6 separate regions of the Mus musculus genome follow, and regions 1, 2, 3, 4 and 5 are each linked to region 6. The links are chromatin contacts, called in public HiChIP or PLAC-seq and promoter capture Hi-C maps. All regions are on one chromosome and are shown on one strand. Each heading gives the region's core, a stretch centred on a gene start, on an enhancer-like site or on the middle of the called end of the contact. The rest is flanking DNA. Distances are from core to core; before and after follow the strand shown. Region 1 overlaps Aopep (aminopeptidase O). Region 2 overlaps Aopep (aminopeptidase O). Region 3 has its middle 9.5 kb from the start of Gm40981. Region 4 overlaps Aopep (aminopeptidase O). Region 5 overlaps 1700024I08Rik (RIKEN cDNA 1700024I08 gene). Region 6 overlaps Fancc (Fanconi anemia, complementation group C).

What was found. Promoter capture Hi-C pulls out the DNA fragments that hold promoters and counts their contacts. HiChIP or PLAC-seq counts read pairs in DNA pulled down with a chosen protein or histone mark. Capture Hi-C pulls out chosen DNA fragments and counts their contacts.
Region 1: a contact with region 6 is called in a promoter capture Hi-C map of adipose tissue. The contact joins two enhancer-like sites. A contact is called at or near these places in 9 of 39 promoter capture datasets (the C10 cell line, the HPC-7 cell line, cranial neural crest and 6 more), 1 of 15 datasets of contacts at CTCF or cohesin (the NIH/3T3 cell line), 2 of 484 Hi-C or Micro-C datasets (Sertoli cells and bone marrow-derived macrophages), 2 of 115 datasets of contacts at active chromatin or transcription factors (embryonic basal ganglia and large pre-B cells) and 4 of 9 other capture datasets (adipose tissue, embryonic stem cells, liver and 1 more).
Region 2: a promoter capture Hi-C map of liver shows a contact between it and region 6. The contact joins two enhancer-like sites. A contact is called at or near these places in 10 of 39 promoter capture datasets (the C10 cell line, the HPC-7 cell line, cranial neural crest and 7 more), 2 of 15 datasets of contacts at CTCF or cohesin (CD8 T cells and the NIH/3T3 cell line), 9 of 484 Hi-C or Micro-C datasets (the HPC-7 cell line, bone marrow-derived macrophages, cortical neurons and 5 more), 9 of 115 datasets of contacts at active chromatin or transcription factors (CD8 T cells, astrocytes, embryonic basal ganglia and 4 more) and 3 of 9 other capture datasets (adipose tissue, liver and pancreatic islet).
Region 3: a promoter capture Hi-C map of adipose tissue shows a contact between it and region 6. The contact joins two enhancer-like sites. A contact is called at or near these places in 11 of 39 promoter capture datasets (the C10 cell line, the HPC-7 cell line, cranial neural crest and 8 more), 5 of 15 datasets of contacts at CTCF or cohesin (CD8 T cells, the G1E-ER4 cell line, the NIH/3T3 cell line and 2 more), 70 of 484 Hi-C or Micro-C datasets (the 4T1 cell line, B cells, the BV-2 cell line and 43 more), 17 of 115 datasets of contacts at active chromatin or transcription factors (CD8 T cells, the HPC-7 cell line, T-cell acute lymphoblastic leukemia and 13 more) and 3 of 9 other capture datasets (adipose tissue, liver and pancreatic islet).
Region 4: a promoter capture Hi-C map of adipose tissue shows a contact between it and region 6. The contact joins two enhancer-like sites. A contact is called at or near these places in 10 of 39 promoter capture datasets (the C10 cell line, the HPC-7 cell line, cranial neural crest and 7 more), 2 of 15 datasets of contacts at CTCF or cohesin (the NIH/3T3 cell line and large pre-B cells), 19 of 484 Hi-C or Micro-C datasets (LSK cells, Sertoli cells, bone marrow and 14 more), 10 of 115 datasets of contacts at active chromatin or transcription factors (CD8 T cells, T-cell acute lymphoblastic leukemia, astrocytes and 6 more) and 3 of 9 other capture datasets (adipose tissue, liver and pancreatic islet).
Region 5: a contact with region 6 is called in an H3K27ac HiChIP or PLAC-seq map of embryonic stem cells, with 4 times the contacts expected there. The contact joins two enhancer-like sites.

The regions. Positions count from the first base shown.
Region 1 is chr13:62,976,063-62,980,747 of GRCm38.p6, reverse strand. The region is part of intron 1 of Aopep (aminopeptidase O); the gene reads right to left. Among named protein-coding and RNA genes, the nearest start is that of Aopep, 14 kb to the right of the region's middle. Within about 2 kb of position 1,312, at least 53 of the 459 cell types and tissues checked have an H3K27ac peak or open chromatin away from gene starts, as enhancers often do. A contact at or near this core is called in adipose tissue and liver, where this site is marked.
Region 2 is chr13:63,021,168-63,025,696 of GRCm38.p6, reverse strand. The region is part of intron 2 of Aopep (aminopeptidase O); the gene reads right to left. Among named protein-coding and RNA genes, the nearest start is that of Aopep, 59 kb to the right of the region's middle. Within about 2 kb of position 1,581, at least 25 of the 459 cell types and tissues checked have an H3K27ac peak or open chromatin away from gene starts, as enhancers often do.
Region 3 is chr13:62,906,221-62,910,426 of GRCm38.p6, reverse strand. No RefSeq gene overlaps it. Among named protein-coding and RNA genes, the nearest start is that of Gm40981, 9.5 kb to the left of the region's middle. Within about 2 kb of position 2,691, at least 43 of the 459 cell types and tissues checked have an H3K27ac peak or open chromatin away from gene starts, as enhancers often do.
Region 4 is chr13:63,070,734-63,075,486 of GRCm38.p6, reverse strand. All of the region lies in intron 5 of Aopep (aminopeptidase O), which reads right to left. Among named protein-coding and RNA genes, the nearest start is that of Gm46422, 22 kb to the left of the region's middle. Within about 2 kb of position 3,331, at least 81 of the 459 cell types and tissues checked have an H3K27ac peak or open chromatin away from gene starts, as enhancers often do. A contact at or near this core is called in adipose tissue and uterus, where this site is marked.
Region 5 is chr13:63,717,730-63,722,256 of GRCm38.p6, reverse strand. All of the region lies in intron 4 of 1700024I08Rik (RIKEN cDNA 1700024I08 gene), which reads left to right. Among named protein-coding and RNA genes, the nearest start is that of 1700024I08Rik, 14 kb to the left of the region's middle. Within about 2 kb of position 2,541, at least 59 of the 459 cell types and tissues checked have an H3K27ac peak or open chromatin away from gene starts, as enhancers often do. A contact at or near this core is called in embryonic stem cells, where this site is marked.
Region 6 is chr13:63,327,807-63,331,974 of GRCm38.p6, reverse strand. Fancc (Fanconi anemia, complementation group C) reads left to right here. Exons shown (of 15, transcript NM_007985.3): 9 at 82-134; 10 at 1,355-1,454. Among named protein-coding and RNA genes, the nearest start is that of Mir3074-1, 29 kb to the right of the region's middle. Within about 2 kb of position 1,329, at least 55 of the 459 cell types and tissues checked have an H3K27ac peak or open chromatin away from gene starts, as enhancers often do. A contact at or near this core is called in adipose tissue, embryonic stem cells, liver and 1 more, where this site is marked.

The sequences.
Region 1 (4,685 bases), core at 63-2,562, 350 kb after region 6:
AGAAGTCTAGTGTGACGGAAGGTTTAGAACAATTTCCAAGAGGAGCTTAGCCCTGAGCTGCCTGGACAGATCACCCACCCCCAAACCCACACACAGGGTCAGCTACTTCTGCAAAGATCACTAGCCAGCAGGTGACACAGGACAGGCAGGGCCTGTACCTGATCCCATGTGAAGCAGCTGTGACTAATGCCTGACACCTCTGTAGTGCCAGACATAAGGCCAGATCTACCAGCCTGTTTCAAGGAGAACTGAGGAAAGAGGGAAATAAATGACTTGTGGCTCTTTCTTGTCCCTTACTGTTTCCAGAAGCTGGATACAATTTATTCTACAATTCTTAGTAGGAAAACTTCCATTTCGCCCTCACCATGGCTTCAGAGTTCCAGCCTCATGCAGCCTGCTGGCATGTGGCTTACAGCCTGCGTGCCAAGTCACAGCTCCCTGGAATTTCTTGGATTGCATTTTTCTGAAGGAAGCTTTGCCTTACAACCTTGTAACTACAAAAGTATGCTTTGTAAAGACTAATCAGAAAACACTGCAGAACTGCAAAATTCTTAACCCTAGGGACTACAGCTCAAGGACAGACAGAAAGACCCTAAAAGTCAGAGAGTACTGAGCCTAAGCAAGTGTCTTCTAGATGTGACAGAACAGCCATGTTCATGAATTCACAGCAGGCAACATTCTAGCCTGGGGCTGGGACAGACTCATAAGTGGCCCCTGGCCCTCCATCCTGAGGAGTCATTGATACTTGAAAGCTCTAGGAGAAGGAAAAGTCTGGGCCTTCTTTAAAAGTGTGGCTCTCTGGAAGGCCATCCTTACTCTGGTAGGGAGTCCCATACCCATTAGAATTAGATGAACATCACAAACTAAACTCGGTGGGTTCTTTAAAAAAGACCTGAAGTTGAAAAGGGGTGGGGGCTGGTATGGGAGGCATCATGAGGAAAATGCAGGTAAATATGATGAAAATACACTGTGTGCCTCTAAAATTAACTTTGAGAATTTCACCAAATACTATTAGTTTTGTGTAACACTGTTGCAGTCAAGCAATTTTCTGGACCATTTTTAATCTAGGAAGACTATTGGTGATGTCTCAGATATTTTTCTTCCCAACATCTCGGAATGATTTCCCAGAGAATAACAAACAGCTGGTACTTCAGTATTAGTAATTGAGATTCATATTTGTGAATGTTCTCAGAAACTCATACAATCATTTATATCTTGGAATTCCCCAGGGCAAAATGATAATTAAACAATCAGCTCCCCGCTTGGAACTGGATCATCATATTTCTCCAAGCTGCTGTGCGGACCGCATGCACTACACACGGCCTGGGGGAGGCAGGGGCTGCTGGGGATGCAGGCTCTCAGATGAATGACTCCAGGGCTAGGAAAGGACAGCCTCCAGGAGCAGCCAACAACCCACACTGGAAACAGGACATTCAGAGAATTCTTATAGACTGAACAGCTGAGCTACCTGAACCAACCCTTGCCCTCAAAGCCATGCAATCAGGATTCTCTTAAGCCACTGCATACATAAAATTAAAGAAAATCTAGGAATAACTGGTTAAAGAGATGGCACAGTTGGTAAAGTACTTGTCGTGAAAGCATGAGGACCTGAGCTCAGCCCCCAGAACCCAGCTGAGGTAGCCAGGAGTGGTGGGTACACTTGTGACCTCAGCACCCACCAGGAGGGTAGGGAACAGTCCATCTCCCAGAGCAGCCTAACTGCCAAACTCCAGGACAGTGGAAGCCTGCTGCGGAAACACCAACACAGACAGCCAGTACAGGGCACCCAAGGCTGCCCCGGGCCTCACATTAAAGGAAGCAAAGAGCAAGGCTCCTCTCCACTGCATTATACAGTGTATAGGTTCCAGGTTAAAGTGCAGCCACGAACAGTGCATGACTGCATAGTGGTCACTCAGAAAGGGAGTGGCCCTACATAAAGGCTGAAAGATCCTCTACAACACAATGAAAATTTTACTTGCTCTTTATCATTGCCATGTTTTTGTTTTTGTTTCCTGGTCTCAGCAATGCAGTTGACCTACATGGGCTACTAATCCCAAATTTACACATGTTCTACAAACTCACGGGAGTTCTTGTTAAAACAAAGTACTGAACTTTCAGGATCGGTATGCCTAACAGAAACATGAGATGCCAGAACTAATCAAAGACTGATCTACTCCCAATTACTGCAATTTGACATTTAATTTCAATGATGCTTTAAAAAAATCCTTGCATCTGGCAAAAAGTTCCAGCCACCTGCAAAGGGGCTTCCTAAGCAGGAAGCTTGCTGCTTAGCACAGTGAGGGATTTTGGTCATTCAAAATTTGCAGGATATGTAATAACTTTTTTTTTCCATACCTCCCCCAATCCTGGCCCCTGTCTGACCCCACAGCCCCCACTTCCTGCCTTATACTCAGTCTCTTTGTCTTCTTTATAGGAAGCTACACAGGAAGGGCAAGAGGTTCCCCTGTTCCTGTCCTAGGATACACACTTCCTTAGCCACTAAGGAGACAAGCTCTCTTCACCTAGAGATTTATCTGGTGACCATGTCACCTGGCTGTACAGATAGAGTCAAAAGCAAGGCTCCTTCAAAACAACAGAAGCATTCAGACCATCAGCATCTGTACTCTGGCAGAGTGTGGGAATAAATACACACCACGGCACAGCTTCCCAACAGAGGGAGATTCCGAATGTACACTCCAGATGGGTGCCCTGTTCTTAGGAAAGGACTTTTTCACTCATTGCAAGATATGAAGATCTGCTCAGCATTTTTTTCCTCTATGCTGGATCACACCAAAGTCTTCAACAATGCAATGTAAACAAGAATTCTACTCTTGAACTACATCCCCAGCCCTTTCTTTACCAACCTCATAAAGACACCTCTAACATCAGAAATCTATTATAGTTTAAATATTTATGTAAGATCACCATCAAATTAAAAAATTGTGCATGGAAATTTTGCCTGCATGCATGTCTGTGTACCACATGCATACCTAGAGGCTACAGAAGCCCGAAGACGGCATTGGATGCCCTGCAACTGGAGTTACAGATGGCTGTGAACTACGATACAGGTGCTGGACGATGGAAGCAGGTCCTCTGGAAAAACAGCACGTGTTCTTAACTGCAGCGTCGTCTCTCCAACCACAACTTTTTGGAAATTTATGCATTTGGGCCAATGGTGTACAAAGTCAGACCAAAAAGACACTGAGAGAAAAAGAAGTACCCAAAAGTTATAAAAACAAGCCAGATAATCTCATGAATATCTAGGCACAAGTCAGGGAAGTGGCTGCTCCAGGAAACATTGAGCAACCTTCTCCTGGTTAGCTCCTTGGGCACTATGATAAATGATGCAACCAAAATTGATTTGAGAAAGGGAAAAAATGGGTTATTTAGCTTACACTCTGTGTCACAGTCCATCACTGAGGAGTCAAGGCAGGAGCTCCAGGCAGAACTAAAGCAGAGACCATGGAAAATATTCACTAGCTTTCTCAGCCTTCTTTCTTATACAGCTCATGACCAGGGATGTTACCTCCCACAAAGGTCTATATCATTCATATTTTTAAAAATGTCCCTCTGTAAGCTGGGCATGGTGGCTCATGTCTTTGATCCCAGCACTTGAGAGGCAGAGGCAGGCGGATTTCTGAGTTCGAGGCCAGTCTGGTCTACAAAGTGAGTTCCAGGACAGCCAGGACTACACAGAGAAACCCTGTCTCAAAAAACCAAGAAAAAAAAAGTCCCTCTGCAGACCAGGCTGACCTTGAACTCACAGAGATCCAACTGCCTCTGCCTCTTGAGTGCTAGGATTAAAGCCATGCACCACCACTGACAAAAATCGCACGATAAATTCATTAGATGCGGAAAAAGCCTTTAACAAAATGCAAGACCCCTTCAAGTTAAAAGTCTTGGAGATAGCAGGGATTCAAGGCACATACCTAAACATAATAAAAGAAATCTACAGCAAACCAATAGCCAACATCAAATTAAATGTAGAGAAACTTGGAGCAGTCCCACTAAAAGACAAGACTACCTACTCTCTCCCTATCTATTCAATGTCGCACTTCAATTGTATCTATTCAATGTAGTTCTAGCCAGAGCAATAAGACAACTAAAGGAGATCAAGGGAATGCAATTTGGAAAATAAAAGGTCAAAGTTTCACTACTCATGGATGAAATGATAGTATACATAAGTGACCCCAAAAATTCTATCAGAGAACACCTACAGCTGATAAACAGCTTCAGCAAAGTAGCTAGATATAAAATTAACTCAAACAAATCAGCGGCCCTCCTTTATACAAATGATAAATGGGCAGAGAAATAAATTAAGGAAACAATAACCTTCAAAATAGCCACAAACAATAAAAATATCTTGGTGTAACTCTAGCCAAGAAAGTAAAAGATCTGTATGACAACAACTTCAATTCCCTGAAGAAGATATCAGAAGATATAAAGATCTCCCATGCTCATGGATCAGTAGAATTAACATAATGAAATGGCCATCTTACCAAAATCAATTTACAGATTCAATGCAATCACCATAAAAATTCCAACACATTTTTTAACAGAACTTGAAAGAGTAATTCTCAACTTCATATGGAAAAAACAATAAACTCAGGATAGCTAAAATAATCCTGAACAATAAACAAAAAACAAAAAACAAAACCTCTAAAGGAATCACCATTCCTGATTTC
Region 2 (4,529 bases), core at 332-2,831, 310 kb after region 6:
GAGTTACTCTAAAACAGGGAAACAATATATCTCCTCAAGACATTATAGATTATCATAAAAATCCCACTGCTTGTATGGGTCACTTCCCTTTAAGTTGTAGGTTAGTGGGATCCCATGATCCTCTCCCAAAACATTACAGGCTCTTGTCATTGTCCTGGATACCCTCCAGAACTTGATGGTAAGATACCACATACTTGAGTCACAGGACAAAAGAATCAAGGTGGAATCACTTGGAAGTTTCATCCCTAATAGCTAGCTTTCTCAGTGCTAAGGTTTTATGTACACTACTGGGAACGAAACAGAATCAACAATCTTATACAGTTATGAAGCCTGTGAGCTACAATGCTTAGCCTCGCACAATATGCCCACTGGCACGATAGCATCATGGATGTTGTAGGAGCAATCAACCAATTTCTGACCAATTTATGGTTTTGTTTGAAGCTTGTTCCACAAGATGGAATCTATGCCTGATATTGTTAACTGGGCCCAAGACTCATTTCTGGATGTCACGGGCTCCAGGGGAGAACCTAGTGCTACAATTCTGCTAAATGGACATAGTAATAAACTGCTCCCAAACTCTTATCTTTATTATACCCATAGTGCACCTCTCAGCCTCAATGGAGAAGCTTCTTTTTAAAGGATGTGGTAACTAATACAGAGACTTACAACTGATCAGTGGGCAGAAAATCAGAGACTTTGGAATGCTTGGCTCTAAACAAGACATCTATGTCACACCCCCTGAGCTCAGGGATCATGATAGAAAGAGGGAATCAGAATAAGTCAAGAGACAGTGGACATCTGCAGTGAAACTGGGCTGCTACACACATCACTCTCAGCAGCTATGGCTACATTTGTAATATCTGTATATGATCCCTTGAGGCTCAGGGATCTCATGCAGAAGAAAAGGCAGAAAGATTGTAAGAGCCAGAGATGACATGACAGAGGACTCGATCAAACTAGTGTCTTTCAGGTACAACGCATGTGCATATAAACTCAGAGAGACTGTAGCAGCATGCACAAGAACTGCACAGGTTCAAGATAGACAGTTTGCAGCATTGAGAGGGAAAAGTGGACATAGGATCCCACCCCTAACCAAGAAGCTATCTCCATCTGATACCCACTGGCAAAGGGAAAATCAACTTTTCCAATGGTGGGCCACTGAGTATATATCAGCCACATTCCAAGACAAGCCCCAAGCCCAGGAGGAGTTAGTTGGCCAGCACAAAATTAACTCAATGGTGTTTTTGTGAACGCTTTGCTTCGTTTAGCTTTGTTTGGCATTTTTGTCATATTGGTCTTTTGCCTGATTGACTTGATTTACATTTTTATGGTTTTGTTTTGTTTTGTTTTAAAAGAGAGAAAGAAGATAACGTTAGATGAGTAGAGCATAGGGAGGACCTGGGGTGAGCTGAGAGGGAAAAATCCAAATATAGTATATGGATAGTCTTAATTGTACAAGAACTGTATAAAGTCAAGCCATCGTGTATAAAATCAATGTTCAGCAATGGCAGAGGGAGAAGTCCCACCTCTATCTGAGAAGCCATTGGCAGCAGAAGGCTGCTGGAGGACGGAGAGTAAACTATCAAGAATGGGGCTCCTGAGAGGTTGTCCATGCTCCAGTGGATGGCCCCAGTGCACACACAATAAGCAGAGTCAGAAAGTGAGGGAGAGGCAGGGGAAAGAGAAGGGAAGACAGACATTCAGGAAGGGAGAGAGGGAGGGGGAGGGAGGGACAGAGGGAGGAGGAGGAGGGAGAACATGTGACATAGGGAGGGAAGGTGGTGGAAAGGGATAGGAGAGGAACTGGGCGGGGGAGGGAGTGAAAGTTAGATCCAAGCACATTATATGCGTGTATGAATATTAAATGAAAACAGTCAAACAGAAATCTGAGCTCTTCCACTCATTCTTTTTAAAGCCTCCTTGTGTAGTGAGCTATAAAGCACTAAAGTTAATTCAGTGGGGAAGCAGTATGTCTGTCTAACATCTGGCTTTGATGTTAACCTAAAAATACGAGTAGTGTGCCCAGCAATTGAATGAACACGCCAGAAAAGTTAGTTCTTACCAGCTTTGCCCTGGCATTTTCTAAAACAAAGAAACATCACAAATGCTGTAGGGAAGTTTAAAGTTTAATATTTTTTCCCAGGTTATTTATTCCCCTAAATTATAGTTTTGAATTATATTTTCTCCTCCACTCAACTCTCATTTGGTGACATCATCAACTAATATGCCAGACTTCCTGGGGCAGCTGGCTGCTTTCCCAACTACCATTATGATCATCAGGGGAAAGCGAGGCTTTCTAGAAGGGATGCCTTAGTTTTAAATAACTTTTCCTTTAGTGGAATGGAAAAACCTTAAGAAATGCAAGAGTGAAGAAAAGCACATGTTCTTCAAATAGATTTCCACTTTCATAGTTTTTTAGGTATCCTGAGGACTCAAAGTGGAAAACATGTTAAGTCCCCATTTCTCTCCAGCTTTAAAGGGTCACCTGTACACATTCTTGGTCCACTTTCGCTCTCATAGAGTTACTTTGAAAGGCACACACACAGCACATAAAGTAAACATCAATCTAAGAAGTCTGCCACTAGATTGTTACATAAGGATTCCCTCCATCAGTCACTTTGAAATGTCACCTGTGATCGAGTATCCCAGGGCTCAGGCAAGAGAGGACATTTAGGTTCAAGAACTGGCACAAGCCCTGAGTGGCTGAGACAGAGAGCTGGGTGTTCTACTTTGAGCAACTCTCTTTCAGAACTAGAATAATAGTGGACGAGCTAGTGACAACTCCCCAAAAGAATAAACTATACTCTTTATTCTTCAGAAAAGAAAGGCACTTAGTAAAAGCACTAGGGCACTTAGTGAACGCACCTGGGCACTTAGTAAAAGCACCAGGGCACTTAGTGAAAGCACCTGGGCAATCTTATGGGTAGTGGGGGATCCAGGAAAGGCAGCCTCTTCTGAAGGTTGCAGCTATGTTTTAAGTCAACTTAATTTTAAGCAGTTTATGTGTTAAGTTCATTTAAAAATAAGAAGTTCCTCTGCACCCCACAGCTCCTTTCCCTTTTACAGTCACCGTGTCTGTCACACTTAGCAAAACATGGCACGCTTCACTTAGATTCCTCGAATATTCTTTTTCTTGTGGAAATTCTTTTTTGTTGTTGTTTTTTAAACAGTCAGGCTCTTTAGAAGTGATACCAGGTACCAAAGTTGAATCAGGATCAAGTTGACCATCTAAACAGTCCCATATCCCCTAAAGAAATAGAAGCAGTTATTAATAGTCTCCCAGCCAAAAAAAGCCCAGGACCAGACGGGTTTAGTGCAGAGTTCTATCAGACCTTCAAAGAAGATCTAATTCCAGTTCTGCACAAACTATTTCACAAGATAGAAGTAGAAGGTACTCTACCCAACTCATTTTATGAAGCCACTATTACTCTGATACCTAAACCACAGAAAGATCCAACAAAGATAGAGAACTTCAGACCAATTTCTCTTATGAATATCGATGCAAAAATCCTTAATAAAATTCTCGCTAACCGAATCCAAGAACACATTAAAGCAATCATCCATCCTGACCAAGTAGGTTTTATTCCAGGGATGCAGGGATGGTTTAATATACGAAAATCCATCAATGTAATCCATTATATAAACAAACTCAAAGACAAAAACCACATGATCATCTCGTTAGATGCAGAAAAAGCATTTGACAAGATCCAACACCCATTCATGATAAAAGTTTTGGAAAGATCAGGAATTCAAGGCCCATACCTAAACATAATAAAAGCAATCTACAGCAAACCAGTAGCCAACATCAAAGTAAATGGAGAGAAGCTGGAAGCAATCCCACTAAAATCAGGGACTAGACAAGGCTGCCCACTTTCTCCCTACCTTTTCAACCTAGTACTTGAAGTATTAGCCAGAGCAATTCGACAACAAAAGGAGATCAAGGGGATACAAATTGGAAAAGAGGAACTCAAAATATCACTTTTTGCAGATGATATGATAGTATATATAAGTGACCCTAAAAATTCCACCAGAGAACTCCTAAACCTGATAAACAGCTTTGGTGAAGTAGCTGGATATAAAATTAACTCAAACAAGTCAATGGCCTTTCTCTACACAAAGAATAAACAGGCTGAGAAAGAAATTAGGGAAACAACACCCTTTTCAATAGTCACAAATAATATAAAATATCTCGGCGTGACTCTAACTAAGGAGGTGAAAGATCTGTATGATAAAAACTTCAAGTCTCTGAAGAAAGAAATTAAAGAAGATCTCAGAAGATGGAAAGATCTCCCATGCTCATGGATTGGCAGGATCAACATTGTAAAAATGGCTATCTTGCCAAAAGCAATCTACAGATTCAATGCAATCCCCATCAAAATTCCAACACAATTCTTCAACGAATTAGAAGGAGCAATTTGCAAATTCATCTGGAATAACAAAAAACCTAGGATAGCAAAAACTCTTCTCAAGGATAAAAGAACCTCTGGTGGAATCACCATGCCTGACCTAAAGCTTTACTACAGAGCAAT
Region 3 (4,206 bases), core at 1,442-3,941, 420 kb after region 6:
TCTGTCTTGTTCATACTGCGTGTACTAGGTTAGCTGACCAGAGGAGCTCTGGGTACTCTCCTGTCTTCACTTCCTGTCTCCCTGGAGGATTGCTAGGATTATGGATGCATATGCTACTTTCTCTGAATTTCGCATACAGCATCTTTCTCTCTTCCTGCAAACTGTTGGGTCAAAAAAGTAAGCTTGGTGCAGCCCCTCTTTGGTGGAGGTTTAGAAGGCATGGAAAGATGTGGATTTTGTTTTTCCTAGAGCAGATCTATGATAAGAGATGGGGTTCTGAGTGCACAGCCAAGCAACCCTGATTTGCATGGAGCAGTTCTGGGTCAGTGTCTTGATTTCTCCGTTTCCCCCATGCTTAAAATAGCAACAGCACCTCTATTTTCTGCTTCCAGCCCCCCCACCAGCTCTAAGTGTGAGGCATAAATTTACAACGAATGATGAGCTCAGAAGCTGCTCTGTGAAGAGCCACCCGCCTCACTGGGATGCATATTATCTGAAGCGCAGATGTTCTGCACAGTGTGCTCTTCTTGGAAATATATATTGCACCATCCCTTGAGCTTCCTGGAACTGTAGAATGTACAAACATCAACATTGTCACACTGGGTTTCAGAGACGATCCCAGTCTCTCATTCATCTGGGAATGGAGGTATTTGCTGAAAGAGCAACCCCCCCAACTCAATTGGAAAGGAAAATTTTAATTTTTCTTCTTGATATTTGTATGCAATGTCTCTCTTCCCTTTCTTCCTCCTCTTCCTTATCTTTTGCGACAGGATCTCATGTATTCTAGGCTGGCCTTGAACTGGCTATGCAGCCAAGGATGTCTTTGAACTGATTTCCTGGCTCTACCTTCTGAGTGTTGAGATTACTGTGTGTGTGCTAGAGATGGGGACTGAAGCCAGGGCTTTGTGAGTATCAGGCAAGCACTCTAGCAGCCGAGCTACAGACATCCCCAGCCTGGTTACTGATCCGGTTTTGACTTCACCATAGCTTACCAGGGAATCTCTCACAAAGCACAGAGGATGCATAGTGTGAGTCAGACTGACGTTCACATCAGCATTTAAAATGAACAACATTTAGAGAAAAATTGTGTTACAAAATTCTTGTGTACTTAACAATCATGAGAGTTAATAGCACCAGCTACTGTTTCCTAGGGGAGGGTGTTCTGAGCTACTGTAACTATTCTAAACACATTAGCTCCCATAAGCCATTGCATCAAGCCTTTGCAGAATGTAGACTTCTGTCTTGCAAATGATGAAACTGAGGTCTGGTGGATGAGCATCTTGCCCTTGATCACACTGCTCGTAAGTGACAAAGTCTACATTTGAACAGAGATATTTCTAGCTCTCCAGCTTATGGATAATTTTCTTTTGTTTCCCCACACAGACCCTTCAGAGTCCCACGCAGCTCCAAGATGTAAGTTCTAGGCTAACAGAAAGATGCTAAAGGGACAGCTTTGAAAAGTGATCTCATTGCTTTCCATGAAGTATTGCTCCAGGGCAAGGAGTAGTGGAAGCATGCTTTCTTAGTACGTGCAAGGTCCTGGGTGCAATTCCCAGTACTGGAAACAAACACACACAAAAGCCACAAAAAGTTCTAAGACACCAGTATGGTGGTTCTTGTGCAAAGGTGATTTGGTAAAAATGAGGCAGGGCACTCTCCTTACGGCTTCTTCCTCTTGGCCATGGGACAGTTCTAGATGTCCTCATTTTGGTATAATATGGGAGGAAGTTCTTCCTGTTGAATCCTAGTTCTACCTCCCCCCCCCCCAACAATACCCCCCCAGGGGTGCATTAGGGATCATGAGGAAAATCTCTCTTGAGTGTTTGCCTCCCCGTAGCTTATTTCTCTTTCTGGGTTAAGGCAGCAAAGCAGAGCCTCCTTGTGTGGGCTCAGAGGTCTCCTGTGTGCTTACCCTGTGGCGTAAAGGGTGTGGGGAGGGGCAGACTACCTGGACGTTGGAGTCTAGACCTTGGTAACTGAGGCCTGAACAACCTGGGGCTGTATTTAATCTGCAATGTTGCCCAAATGCTCAAGCGGAGTATTAACGTCACAGAGGGGTCAAGGGCCCCAGGTCAGTTAAGGGTTGCATCAGCTGCTCTTTTCAAGGACTGCTGACAGCAGCAGCTGTTTTCCCAAGTGCAGACGAGAGTCCCCAAAGGGAATGCGCATGAGTCTCCACATGCTTCATTTGCTCATGAACCTTTGCTCCTAAGCAAACAGTGCATTTCACAGGCAGAAGCACGCACACTCCGTCTGGCTTGGCTCCTCTCAATTGACCTTTCTCCTGTAACTTCCAAGCTTGTTTTTAATAAATGTTTAACTTCTTGATTAATTTCAGTAATTTCTGAGGGTAAATTTTCACAGCGCAGATAATGTGTTCTGAATGCCTGCTGAGCTGTAGGCTATGTCAAAACTGTAAACACTTCAGATTGCTCTACCTTCCCAGTACCCTCCCTTACTATGCGGGAATGAAACTCAGTCTTTCTTTTTTTTCTGCCATCTGCGTAATTGCCAGCATTTAAAGATGCTTGCTTCTCTCTTTCGTTGCCTTTGGGCAAAGAATCACTTGCCCAACCTACACTAAATTACTATTTTTCTGGTTTGTTACCCCTCATTTCCCGAAGACTGGCATATAATGAATGCTCGCATTTTGATGTTTTTCTCCGGGACTGCCGTTTTTCTCTGGCAGTTCACCTGCTTTCGATTTTCTTCCTCCCCATCTGCTTATCCCACGGAAGAACTTCCCGCCCACATCTTTATTCCGTTTGCTTTTTAAAAATGCACCATAGCTCTTGGGAAGGAGGAAATATTATCTGCTGCCACAGAATCAGAACCGTCTCCTTTGTCATTTTGCCCGAGCAACTTGGGTCCCATTTTCTGTTCTCTCTTCTTGGGTATTGGACTTGGTGGCGCCATGTAATCCTGTAATGGAGCTACACTTAAAAGCCAGATGAATTCCTCAGAGAACCATTTCTCTCAAGCAGTCCCATTACCAGTGTTTATCAATGTGTGATTGACACGAAGATGCTACTGGGAGGTGATCTTGAGCGCCAGAGGACATCAGGGTGAGGTGCTTCCCAGCACGCTGACCTCCACTGTTTCCTTCCCCGCCTGCTGGACCACAATCTCCTTACTTCTCTTCAGTTATTTATGTCTGGCTCCTTCTTGCCAGTTTGTCTGCTGTTATAAGAGCAGATGTCATTATATGGCTTTGTGGTAGGGCTCTTGGTTATTAATGTATATCAGTTTGGAAGTAGATTGAAGCATGCTATGCATCCCACTGCGTGTCCTGTGTCCACGTTGTGCGTGCCGCCGCCGCTCATCGAGACTTCTCTGTTGAATCTTTAAAGATTATCTCAGCGTCTTCTTTCTTTAATTTTGAGACATGGCTGTCCTGGAACTTGCTTTGTAGACCAGGGTGGTCCCAAACTCACAGAAATCCTCCTTCCTCTGCCTCCCAAGTGCCGGGATTAAAGGTGTGCACCATCATATCATCACTCAGATGTATTTCTACTTAGAAATACACAGTGACTGCATCTCCATGTTTATAGATTTCTGTATGGTTGTGATATGATCTTTGATGCTTTTGTACATGTGTGAGGCCAGAGGACGGCCTCCAATGTTTTTCTCCATGCTCTGCCTACCTTTTGGGTCGAGGGGGAGCAGAGTCTCTCAATAGCCTGGTGCTCACCAGTTGGAATAGAGCAGCTGATCAGCGGACCCCAGGGATCGACTTGTCCCTGCTATCCTGCCCAGCATTTCTTAAAGGGTTCTGGGCTCTAACTCGTGCTTCCATGGTGAGCACATTACAGAATGAGCATCTCTCCATCAATGAGTCAAGATGGTTTCTTAATGTTTGGGTTGTAAGCCTAGTCTTCAAAAGCCGAGCCATTTCACCAGCCCCTCAACGTAATTTCTAAAAGGAGTGATTTCCCACTCTAGGACTTGACTCTGTCAGTTACTACCCTTGGTTTTCTACGGAATAACCAAAAATACGCTGTGCTCTCGCCACATTGGTGGGTATGATATGAACTGAACTGTAGACTTGAACAGGCAGACATGAGTTTAAAGAGCTCTCTCTCTCTCTCTCTCTCTCTCTCTCTCCCCCTCCCCCTCTCTGATGTTGTATAATCGCTTTATGTAAATTGGAATTATTTTCAAACCTCTCATCACAGTGTGGTGGGTGTTCTTGTCACACAGGAAGAT
Region 4 (4,753 bases), core at 2,082-4,581, 260 kb after region 6:
TTCTTGACAAAGCAGATGTGATTTGCTCCAAAGAACAATTTCTAAACCAGACCACTCCCTCCATATCATAATATCCTTTTTTTTTCCTACTACCTCTGGTGGGTAGTAGGCTAGAGGGGAGGTTAAAGTGTTTAAGAACCATCAAAGTAGGTCTTTGAAAAATCTAAGCCAACAGGTGATCCTGAATTTCTGATCCTCTTGCTTCCAGAAACTGAGGATATGGTATGTGACCTCACATCCCATTTTATGCTGAAGATTGAACCTAGGGCTACAGGCATGCTAGAGAAGCACTCTGCGAACAGCTACATCTTCAGCCACCAAAGGAATACAGTTTTGAAAATAATTTCCTTTTATCTTTGGCCTTTCACTCAATGTGTTCAATTGCACTGTAGAATGAGTTAAGGGCACAAGGCTATATACTCCATACATAGGTCCCTCTCAGGAGAGCCCTTCATACATTATGTTTAAAGACTATTTCTAGAGCTAGTATTCTCCCCAATAAGGAACTAACATGTTTATAACGTTGTCTAGAACCCAGCACTTTTCTCTGTAATAGTTTCAGAAATGAGACCCTGAAACGGTCAACATTCAAATGTAGGCTCTTATCCCTTGCCTTCCATGACTCCCTATCCAGCGAGCACAGCAATAGGGGCTCATTAGTGAGGTGGGAGTGGCTTTCCCTCCAAGAGGAGAATCATAAGTTGGTGGCAACTAGCCACATCAGGCAGGGTGCAGGACTGGAAGAGATTAGCTGCTTATGATGACATCAAAAGGGAGAGATGATTACAAACACAGGTAGAGGATGATTGCTGCAGGCCTTTCAAAGGCCTGGCAAGTTCTCTTGAAGGATGGCTTCAGCAGTTCTCTGTCAGTCTACGTGTGTGTGAACAGTTCAAAGAAAAGGAAACACTTAAGTGCAATCATCCAGAGGGTGAGAGGTCACAGTCCGATGATGATAAAATGCTACTTGTGGGTCTGACAAGCGGCACAGCTGCTCCATAACAAGAAGATTCTAGACAAACAGAAGCCATGCTTTCGCTTTGACCACCCCTCAATGAGAAGCTGGTCCTGCACACTCACTGCAGAGCTGGCCCACTCTGAGCCATGACCCACATCGTCTTCCCTCAGAGCAATGCCTTCAACCCCAGACAGTTAGACAAGTCTCTCCAATGTCGGAGCTCCAAACTCTCAGTCCCTGCACAACTTAATACAAACTGATTACTGTCAAGACCACTGTTTCTTAAACTGTGGGTGGATACCTGAACACTGTAACTGAGTTGGGGGGCAGGGGCACAAAAGTTTGGCCCCAGTGAAATGTTGTTGAGCCTATAACCAGTATAGTTCAAACCCAACACATGCTGAGTTGAACGTGTTTCTGGCAGCAGTTACTGGCATTGCATCATATGTTCACTTTGCACTTCTCCTTGCAGCTCCAAATACTTGTCACAGACTTGCAGCTGCTGAATGTTACCACCGCCGGGTTTTCACTGTGCACACAAGGTTTTCTGCTTTCATGGAAACAAAGATTTAATCACAGGAAGCAAGGACTTATATTTTCCCAATTATCATGCCTCAGCATGCAAGTGTGAGATCAGTGTATCTCTGAATTGATTATTTCATGTTAGCATGTTTGGCTTTAGGAATGCTTAAGTTGCTGATTTGAGTTTCATTTTTTAAAAAAATCATAAAATGAATCGGATCATTAGAATTAGTGCAGAATTTCTAATGATTTTTTTTTAAGCTGGCTGTAAAATACTCCTACCATATTTGTTTGAAACAGCCTTCTGAATGTTGAGGATTTTAAAGTCAAAATATCAATCAATTTTGAAAAATACTGAAGATGTACCATATCCTGTAGTGTCAATTATTCAGCTAGGATTTAACTGTTCATGTAAAGATGCCCAGTCATATCTGTTGCATTAATGTGCATAGTAGTCTTTAATAAATGATGTACTGAAAATGCTAAGATATATTTCTTTACCACTCATCAGTAAACATTTTGGTTTTGTGCTAATTTTACACTTACAATTTTAATATAAAGATCTCTTGCAGAGAGGGTTTGTGAGTGGAAAAGCCAAGGTCACCATGTCGATGATCAGCAAAACCATTGTAGCCAGGGCTTTCCAAGGCCTACAAATCCAATACTTTATGGATAACAGTTACTGCTTTAGGAAAGAGAAATGACGAGCAGAACAAGTTAGGAGAAGACCCCTCAGTAGGAAGAGAAGCAAAGTTAGGTAAATCAGCAGTCAAGTGAAGAGTGTCAAGAAAGCACCGAGGGGGCACACCACCCGCCACCCTCAGAGGGCCACTGCTCAGCGAACAGTCCCAGCAAGCTTGCAAAAAACAAACTTTTCTAGGGACAGAAAAGGAAGGTGTGAGCTGCTTGTCACCTCACCCACCTGTGCAAAAGGCACAAGGGACAGGAGTGCTCATTCAAATGTTTGGGTTTTTAAAGAAACAACCCATGAAAACATTTGAGATTGTACTTAAAATCTGAGAAACCATGGAAGCTCAAAACAAAACATATATGCAAACCCAAGTATGGAGCTTGTGAGAGAAAGCCAAAGAGTTAAGGGTGGGCAGACAGGGGAGTGAACACGCACTGACTTGTCTCGGGGCCTGTTCCTCAGGGAAGAACCACTGTGGGCACAACCCTTGGCATTTAAAGGAGGGGCCTTAGGGAATTAAAGTGTAAGTTAGCAAAAAAAAAAAAAAAAAGAAAAAGAAAAGAAAAAACAATTGAAGAAAGACTTCCAAAGCCTGTGAAACCTTACCACTTAAGATAATGACAGAAACTTATGACTGCTTCCTCTCTGGCAGAAAGGAGTGCAGTCAGAGGCTGAAAACAACAGGCCCTTTGTAGCAGCCTGTTGTGCTTTGCTTATTCTATTACGAATTGGCTGGGAGATAAGAACAAACAAGACAACACCCTGTCTAACTCCAGGGAGAGGGGTGGGGCAACCTGGCTCCAGTCGCTCCTGGGCAAGTGTGTGCAGGACGCCTGTTTGTACTTGAGGTACTTAGGAAACTCCATGCAGAGTCAGGAGCTGGGATAAGATGCAGACATCTTCCATTGCACAACCCAAACAAGTTGTGTTAATAAGGGGCTTTACAATATTTCTCCACCAAGAGCATTGAGAATATTTGCGTAATTATTTCTGTAAACTCTTTGTCAACATTATTTTTGTTCAATAAGAAAAAAAAATCCTTAAAAACTTAGACAAGCAAACATTTACATTGAGCTCCCCTCCCTGTGCCCTACCGTGTGAGCAAGGAATCACGAAACAGACAGCAGGTAAAGACAATGTGGCTTGGGGTCACCTTTCTCCCTTGGCACCGGGATAAGAGTCCAGGCTAGGAGTCAGGTGCTGTGCTAGTTCCAGCAGCGGAGGCTCTGCTTAAGAACAGCAGTTGCTGAGCCCTGGGGCTCTAGTTAGCAGGTCACGAGACAGTACAGCACCCACGACCCCAGGACAAAGCTCGTCTCTGTGGTTGTCCCATATCTCAGTGTCTGCTTATTCTCTCGTGGCTGACCTGAGCCCACCCTAACAAAGCCACCCTCCCTACCCTCCAGTGCCCTTGGTTTTACTTTCTGCAGAGCACACATTTTCACTTCTGTGTATTCCCTATTTCTCCCAGACTGGAATGAAGATCTATCTCATCAACCGCACTTGCCCTTGCAGGTTCTGAAGTTTAAGTGCTGCATCAGACAATATGCTTGATGGAAACACAGAGACTGAGCAGACAGCTACACACAACCTGGTGTGGAGCCAGTTGAAAGGAGGTCAGAGAGCCAGGCGTGGTGGCGCACACTTTTAATCCCAGCACTCAGGAGGCAGAGCCAGGCAGATTTCTGAATTAAAGGCCAGCCTGGTCTACAAAGTGAGTTCCAGGACAACAAGGGCTACACAGAGAAACCCTGTCTCGAAAAACCAAAACAAAAAACAAACAAAAAAAACGAAAGGAGATCAGTGTCTGCCGGCTACTTCAGCCAGCCACACTACCAACTGGACAGAGGCAAGACTAACATGTGAACAGAGAAGTTGAAATGCAGAGCCACATGACTTTTGATGGCAAGAAACAAAGCATTGAGATAATTTGCAGGATTCTTAAAATTCAATTATAGAGTAGGGGGTGGGGTACCTCGATATCAACAAGGTAGTCTTGCCAGCCTAATTCTGCTTTGTGACACATAACTGAACTATTAAAGATAAAAATAGGTAAGACCAGGACATAATTGTGATCTGATGTGAGACAAATAGCAAAATAATCATGTAGAGAGGTAGGACTCACATGTTCACCTTAAGCAATATTCATAAGTCTAGTTCCAGGCTATCATGTCACTGACATTACTGACACTATAGCAAGGTATGGAGTGTGACCAAGACCATCCTTTGCATTCATTTCTCAGTAAAAGGAAAGTGGGTTGGCTGTTCCATCTCAACTTGAGACACGAGAATGCATGAGGTCATAATGAAAACGGTGGAATATTATCTCAACAGCAGGAGAACTTTCTGTACATGAGAAACTTATTTAAAATGTATTCATAACTTTATGACTGCATCCTATTACTCCAAAACATGCAGATGCCATGTTCACAGAGGCAGAAATGAAATGAAACAAACCCAGAAAGTCCACATATCTCAAATGAGTAAAAGATGAGATGGAGCGGGCCATGGAAGACCAAATGCAAGCTGGTAGTCAGACAAGAGTGAAAGTGCCTTTCCTTTGGAACAGTGAGTAAGGAAAG
Region 5 (4,527 bases), core at 1,292-3,791, 390 kb before region 6:
ACTTGGCAGCTACCTGAGACAGAGGCATTTAAGCTTTAATTGGTGAGGAATTGTTCAAAAACTTCTTTGCAAGAGCTTCTAAATAAACACTTTGCAGTAAAGATACAGAGCTGTTTTTATATTGTCTCTCTCTCTCTCTCTCTCTTTTTATTGTCTCTTTTGGCTTTCAGAAGATCCCTTTGCTTGGCCAAATTGGAGAAAAAATTAATTAATATTTAATATAAATTTAAATTAGAAAAGAATACTGATTCATTTGGTATTTTAAGCCTGTATGCTTATAGGAGGCCAAGGTTTTCTTTTCTGATATTTGTTCTAACCTTTAAAGTCATAGACTAATATCAACTCTAATATTTATTTATAAGAAATTTGGAAGCAGAAAGGTTGGTATTGGCCATATATCACGTGGCTGGGTTATTACACCAGTCCTAGAGGAAACAAAAGTGCCATGAAAGACTCAACACAAGGAGGTCAGAGAAGCCATTAGCATCAGGTGGGTCTGAGTGAGAATCACATCCAGCCTGAAGAGTCACTGCGTAGCTGGTCCTCTCGGATATGTACATTCTAGCAACCAATCAGGGCATAGAGGATCAAGCACACCCTGCTCAATTACAGTCTTCACTTCCAGTTACAGACTGGCTGTTTCTGTTCCTTTACCCCAGCCTGGAGAGTCCAGAAGGCAGCCATCCTTTGCTTGAAGACGGGATGGTTTCTGTTAGAGCCGTTCCTCTTTCCAGAGCATCAGACCTGCTTCCTTCTGGCCAGAGTTCACTCTCCTTGAATCCTCTGTACCTCCCTCTCCACAGCAACCTCCTGACCTGCTGACCTCACAGACCAGGAGAAGCATCCGTCTCTGATTGGGTCTGACCTTTGTACCAGCCTCACCTGCTTTCCCCCCACTCCTCTGATTGACCCACAAAGAAAAGTCTCTCTTCTCCCTAAGGCTACGGCATAGTTTATTTCTGGGGCTTTGGGTACACAATCTGTCTTCTGAAAGCCACCTCAGAGGCCCTTTCCTGACACCTGGATCTCTGCCACACTTTTCTCAAGTGGAGACTCCTTCCATGCCTTGTGGATGTCTGGAACAAACCCTGATAACATTTACTCTTCCACACCCTGTTAGCCTTCTGCTGTGGCCTCAAATGGTTCTCCAGCCAGTCACAGACTCCCAGGGCCCAGCTGTGGGCCACACTTCATATAGTAGCTCCCCAGGTAGGGCGTAGGTACACAACTTACTAAGTTGTATGCAGACCCCAGCCAGGTCACAGAGAACCTAAGGTCCAGAACTGGGCCTGGGCACTCTGATCATGTTTTCTACGTTAGCAGCCACCAGTTCAGTAGTATCCACTACTTGACATCTTGAAGAATTCTGGTCATATCCAGTCTGGGACGATAAAGGCAGAACAGCTGGCTCTGCTTCACTACAGCTCTCAAATGAAAGAACCAGGTGTCACTTCTATTATTCAAATGCCTTGTCTCTACCCAGCACCCCTTTCCATTGTTCAAGATCCTCTTTGGCCTCTGAATTTCACAGTTGCCAACCCTAGTTAATATGGCTGCCTTAGTTTTTCCTTACTGAAACAGATGCATCAGAGGATCAAAACTTAGAGCAAAACGGGTTGTTTGGGCTTCCAGTCTGTGGTAGCTTCCTCTGTGCCTGTGGGAGCACCTCATGGCCAGGAGCACTGCTTATCCCACTGGAGAGACAAAGGCGTAGGTAGCCCCTTCAACCAGCACACTACAGTGACCTGATTTCATCCCACTAGACCCTACTTCTTAAGGTCTGCACCTCCCACAGATGGGGGAGGAGGGGAGAGGCATTTAACACATGGGCCTTTGGAGACCACAGCAAAGCTGACTGCTTTGCAGCCATGTTGACTTCTGGAAAGCACCTTGTGGAATGAATGTTCTTCCCAAGTCACGGTCTGCAGTTGCCTGACTGTCAGTATCAGTTTAGATGACATCTCACCATCCTTTCCATCTCTTGAGGGGGGATCTAAAATCTACACCAATGACTGGAGTTTCTACAAAGCTCGCTCCTGTTTAGCTCAGTGCTGAGTACAGTCAATCCCCTTTAGTTCCAAACTGAGATCAGAGATTCCCAAGACATATGGCATGAAATCCTTTAGGGAGCTTTGACTTTTCCTTTCTCCTTCAGAGTTATAAAGACAGGGCTGATGCCCGGGAAGGCTAACACTCTCCAAGCAGCCCATAGTATCCACAGTAGGGTGGAGATCATAGTCCCAGCCCTTCAGCAGACAGGGCTGGCCACAAGCAGCCATCTGGACATCCTGTAACCCGAAACACATACTTTCAAGAGGGGTGCAAATGACAGTCCAGCAACACAAATAATTTGCCCCCAAATGTTTATCAGCTCCCTGCCACGGCCACTTCCATTTATAGCTTATAAATGGTTATTAACTGGCTCCTTCACATCTGATAAGCAGCCCCAGAACAGGTGGCCAGAAGGGTGGGTGATTAGAGGCCTCCTGGGAGGCGTTGTGCGCTTGCCTGTGGGTGGTCTTCCTGCCTGAGGCCAATGCCCACATGAGAAGCCATCGAAAGCCTCCAATTTGCAAGATAGCAGTCTGTTGTCTGCTTGTGTATAGCTCTGTCCAAGTTACAGCTGGCTTTGCTTTCTGACCAGCAAATACTGCCAAGAAGGGTTGAAAGTTCAGCATTCAACCCCCCCCCCTCCAAAACGCATTCCCTTCCCCTTTTAGTCACAGTCAAACAGTCCGCCCAGCTCTTGCTTCAAGGGTTCTTTAGAAGGGCTTAAGTAGATCTCTATGCAAACCCAAGCCAGGGTACAGCAGACAGAGATGGCTCCCAGCCAGAAGCAGAGAGGTACCATCAAGGATTTGGTTCTCTGCTGAAATAAGCCTTGCAGGTCCCCACAAACCTGACTTTCTCAAACAGAGACATCAGCTCCCAGGAAGGAGAGATGTTAGGCCAGGATTTCTGAGCCTCAGAGTTGTGGACATTGCAGGAGCCATGCCTTGAATCTGAGGATGTTGAATACAGCCCTGCCCTTTGTCCTAGACACCAGTGGCAGCCAATCTTTATTAACCATGAAAGTTGCCTCCTGATACTATTGGGGGCAAAACTATTCAGTTAAGAACACTCTGTTAAAAGGTGTCTAAGAAGTATAAATGAACTTAAAAGGTTATGTCCTGAGTTCCCTTAGCAGGCTGTAGAGAGTTCTTGATGCTGGGGCACTGTGTAAAAACAGTGTAGAGCAGACCTCAGGAAGTGTCTATTAACGACCAGGAACATTCTGACAAAGTTATTGCTCTTGAAAATAGGAAGTTACCCAGTGTGTTGGGTCATGTCTGATTCCAGCATTTGGAGCCTGAGGGAGGAAAAACACCATCCACTAGAGGCCAGATAACGGCTAAATAGTGATTTCCAGGGTAGCCTATGCTACAGACCAGAGAGAATAGGCAGGTAAAACAAAAACAAAAACAAAAACAAAAACCTAGCTCCCTATTCCTTATGATAAAATTTGGAGGAGAGCAGGGTTCATCGATGTAGCTCAGTGGGTCAAAGGAGCTTGCCACAAGCCTAGCCTAGTGGTATACTTCTTTAATGCCAGCACTTGGGAGACAGAAGCAGATGGATCTCTGTAGAGTTCCAGGTCAGCCTGGTCTACATAGCAAGTTCTAGTCCAGCCAGAGTCACACAGTGAGACTGGAGGGAGGGGGTGGGGTGGGGGGGAGTGGCCAGTGCTGGTGGGGGGTAATTGCCTCCAATCATGATAATCTGTGTTCAAGCCCAGGGACCCACATGGTGGAAGAAGAGAACAAGTTCTCACAAGTTGTCTTCTGAGCGCCACACAGGTGTCATGCCTTCATGTACATAGAGAACACACAAGTACATGCAATATAATCAACACTGTTTAAGAGTGTCCATTGGGAATGGCCAGGGATGATCTCAGTCAACTGGCTGCACTCTCAGGTCAGAGTTGCTTAGGGAAATGCCTCAGAGAGTCATGAATTAGTTTTATTTCTCTTCTCTCCCTCTCTCCCTCTTTTTCTCTCCCTGTCCCCTTTCTTCCTCTATTCCCACCACCTCTGTTCTCACTATGCCGCACACACTGGCCTTGAACTGGTGATAACACTCCACTCAGCCTCCTGAGTACTGGGGTTTCAAGTGGGAGCTCCACACTCAGCTCTAGAGTAATAGTTTTAAAACCTTGGAAGTATGAACAATGGCCTTGAATTTAACACAAGTGCAAACAACAAATATAATTCTTACATTTTACGTGAAATCTTCAACATTTATTTATTACTTCAATGTTTTTACACTTATTCATTTATTTACTCTCTCTGTGTGTGTGTGTGTGTGTGTGTATAGTGGGAAGGGTCAGGGGAAGGCTGAAGAAGTGGGGGTTTGAAGAAGTGGGTTTTCTCCTTCCACCATCTGGGTACTGGGGAACTCAGGTCACTAGGGTTGGCAGCAAGCACCTTTACCTGCTGGGCCATCTCACTGGCCTCCTCATTTTAAATTTTCATACTTATTATTTATTTA
Region 6 (4,168 bases), core at 80-2,579:
TCTCGTTTGCCTAATAATCCAAAGTTGTTATTGATAGGTTCCTCTTGTATTTCTCTGTTTCATGGTCTTTTCTTTTTATAGCCTCAAGCAGCCTGCCAACCTGCCATCTTCAGAATTGTTGATGAAATGTTCAGGTAAATATACTGTCTTTGGGAACAGTTGGTCTCTGGCTGGTGTGGGAACGTAGAGGTTTGCGCTCTTGGTAGTTAGGGGTGAAAACTCAGAAGTTGCTGTGCATTGAAAAGACAGCCTCCGGAGTGTGGTGGCATTCTTTAACCTGTTTATACTCAAATGAGGTAGAGAAGTGGGATTCATTTGGGTACTGAAATATCCATGCAGCGTTTGTCCCAGCTCCAAGTAAAGATGCAGTACAGCCCTTCACCACATGAGGGCTGGCTGGGCTTTGTCACAGACCTAAAGAAAGCCAAAAGGCACAAAACTATTTTGAACAGAAAGAACTCTCTGAAAGACAGAGGAAACGCCACATTTCAGCAGAATGGTGTTTTTATTTGAAAGACTAGGTCCTAGGAACTTGTGCTTTGTTTAAAGGACCAGTAACAAGAAGTGTGTAACACACCAGTTGGCTCTGCTCCGAAGTCATGAGAGTTGGCACCTATGGATTCCTATAGATACACTAAGGTCAGAGGTGTTGGACCCAGGAGCTAGTTACGGAAGGTTGTGAGCTGCCTGATACGGATGCTGGCAATGGAATTCAAGTGGTCTGAAAAACCAGCAAGTGCTCTTAACCACTGAGCCATTTCTCCAGACCTAGAAAAGGAGTGTTTGTTTGTTTGTTTGTGGCCTTAAACTCAGAGACCCACCTGCCTCTGCCTCTGCCTCCTGAATGCTGGGATTAAAGGCAAGCGCCATCAAGCCCCAACACAGGAAAGGAATTTTTACAACCAATACCTTACCATTTGTGTTGCTCTTGAAACATACCAACTCTTAACTTAAATGGCCACAGGTATAAGAAGACATGTTATTGTTTTTGTTTCGGGATAATCAAGTTTGAGATTTCTTTCTTTAAACAAAAAGAAAAGTTAGTTGTGTAAAAGGGCACGGAAACTAAACCAAGGACATCTAATTCCACAGCCCCACTCTGGTGATTCTGACTGTGTGTGTTGGAATCTCCACTCTCCAGGCAGCTCTGTCCTCACTGGTAAAAGCAGAACACTTGTTGCTAGCACTGTCTGGTTTGTGAACACCGAAGTACCCATGGGAAGGCCATATGAGAGAGGCTGGAAGGGTGGCTGCTCCCTCCTGCCTTCACTCAGGAGCTGCAGTCTGATGAACTAATGGGCTTGCATTGTGTGTGGAGCAGCAGGGTGCTGTCACCTCCCTTTGCTTTGTTCAGGTTTGTGCTGCTGGAAACTGACGGAGCCCCAGAAGTACTAGCTGCTCTTCAGGTTTTCACATCGTGCTTGGTAGAAGCTCTGAAAAAAGAAAACAAGCAGGTACCTCACCCGGGGGATGCTGCTTAGTCACTTCAGAGTGAAGCCGGCTACTGCTGCTACAGGCATTTGGTAACGAGCTGAAAGGATCTTTATTTTTCTGGTGTTGGAGACCACCCACAGCCTCACACGTGTTAGGCGCATGCTCTGACACTGGCTACGCTCCCAGCCTTGTTTTCAGAAATGTTAGTGGAGTCTTGTTCACAAAGAAAGCTTCCAAAAGACCACTCCTGTGGAGATGAAACATTTTCACTAAAAATAACTTAGGAGTTTGTCTTTCTTCCCCATGCCCTGTTCCTAGAACCATCTGCCCACTGCTGTGCCTGAGTGTGGCTTCACATTGGCCAGCTCTCTAGGGGGAGAATTCCCCCTGGCCCTCTGTGTTTGTCCTTCTGTTTGCATTTGGCCTTGTGGCCAATAAGAGACATGGAGTCTACCCAGGATGTACTATAGGAATGGCACACTGGGCGCTCTCAGTGATCACTGTCTTTATTCCCAGCAGAGCTTCAGGAGACAGGGGGATGGGAAAAGGAAGGCATTTGAAGAATGAGTGGAGGTTAGATGCCTCCAGTAGACCAGAGGACTCTAGGTTCCCATCAGCAGAGGTTGGACAGCAACTGCAAGGGCAAAATACACAGGAGCTTCTCCTATCTACAGCTTTGGCTGCTGTAACCAATGGCCACAGGGCTAATGCTTATGTGATGCTTGCCTCCTCAGAGTAGTACTGTTCTAGACACCTTTCTTGTGGGTTGTGGCCTCATTCCCTGTGATGCTGTCTGCCATTTGACTAAGGGCAGAGCTCAGGTGCTCAACCTACTAAAATCCTACTCAGCCCAAGGCTGTAGAGGTCTCTCGGGTTTTAGCAGGGGTTTCTGCTTTCTAGGGCAACTATAAACCTGCATGGTTTATTCTTACCATCCCTCTTTCCCTGGAGAAGTTAAATAGATGGAGCATACGCAGCCTGGCATCTGGGAGGAAACCTCGGCCAATGCACTGGCTGGTACTCACTGTTGTGAGCACAGCTGTAAGCGTATGCTGTCCTCTCTCACATACTCTTGGTTCCCCAGGGAGCAAACGGCCTTCAACTAACATCATCCTTGGATTCCCAGGATGCCCAAGTTGGGACTGAGGACAGGAGGAAGCTTTTTCCTCAGCTTGACTTGAGTGTTGTTCCGGGTTTGCCCTAAGTCTCTGCTGGTCTTGGTACTGGAGTAACGGTGCCTTTAGTTTAGGATAGTGTCTGCTGACCACATGTGTCTAGGGGTGAGAGTGACACACACTGGGCCCTGGCTTGAGGCAAGATAAGGATTCAGCTGCCTTTAACTCTACACAGGGGAGCAGCCGTCTCCTGACTTTGCAAAGCCTTCACATCCACATGTAATAATTTATTTTGTCATCCTGATGCTGCCCCTGACAACCTACCTACTGAACTGTGTATGACTGGCTCACTCCCCCTGACTCAGGTGCACACTTTATGCCCGGTCATGATGCTGTCCTGCTTAGTCCATGCTGACCCTCTCTCCTTTGCTTCACTTATTGATAATAACATACATGGCAGTGAAGCCACCTTCAGACGATACTTGAGCCACTGGTGGTGCTGACTCTTGTGTGCCCCTCTTCTGCCTGCCTCAGTAAACACACGCTGAGGTTGCATTCCTGACTCCTGTTTCTCCAAAATACATTGATTAGCCACACGGGACAGCAAAAGGGTTCTGGCTGGGGTCGTGTCTGCCCTTTATGAGACACACAGAAGCACATAGGATCCCTGGGCCTAGTTTCCCTGCTCGGTTAGGCTGTGGTGAGAGGTGGCTTTGTGGCAGTCTGCTACATAAATGGAGCACAATATAACCATTTTCTGGTTCCTGGCATTTGGGCTATTTGTATATTTGCTGTCTGTTATAAACATGTTATGGTGAATATTTGTGGGATAGCAAGAGTCACCTTGTATCTGTTTATAAGGTACAGAATTCAGTCTCACCAGTCCAACCATGTTGATTGCCAAGTATGGTGCTCTCTTAACCCACTCACGTCCCATAGTCAGGGATTATCGGGCATGCTTCTGTCTTCTCACCACACTTCCACGTGGGCAGCATGAGATAGCACTGCCAATGTGCCCTGCTCAGCAGCAGTCAAGGGCTTGAGCTCATTTTCTCAGTTTGTGCAGTTCTAGACACAGTACAGGCAGCCACAGGCCAGGATGGGGTTCAGCAGCTGAACAGACCAACAGTGGATTGTGCTGAGTCCCCTGTAGATGGAGTTTTCACATGGGACAGAGTATTTTTAAAAGAGTCTGACAAAGCTGACAAGAACAAGAGGGGCTTTAGCATAGGAACTCTGCCCACTTCTCACTAAGGCCTTGGGGACAGTAGGGCAAGGGACCACCACTCAAGGTGGTTCCAGGACTTCTGAGGTAGGTAACATAGTCCAGTGAAGGAAAGAAGCAGATGGGACAACCAAAAACCATGTTAAAAGATAGATCATTCCCAACATATTAGAGGGATATTCGTCATGACAATGAGATGATGGAGTACGGAGGCATGTCTGTCTGACTGGATCTGAAACAAGATCAAGTGTGTTGCTTCCAGACACCCCGTTCCAAAGGCAGGGCTGGAGGTGAAAGGAGGGAGAGCTGCTGCACAGAAAGGACACACAGCTGCTCCTCAGGGACAGAGAAGGCAGCGACTCGAGGACAGGCTTAGACAGTGGCATTCACAGGG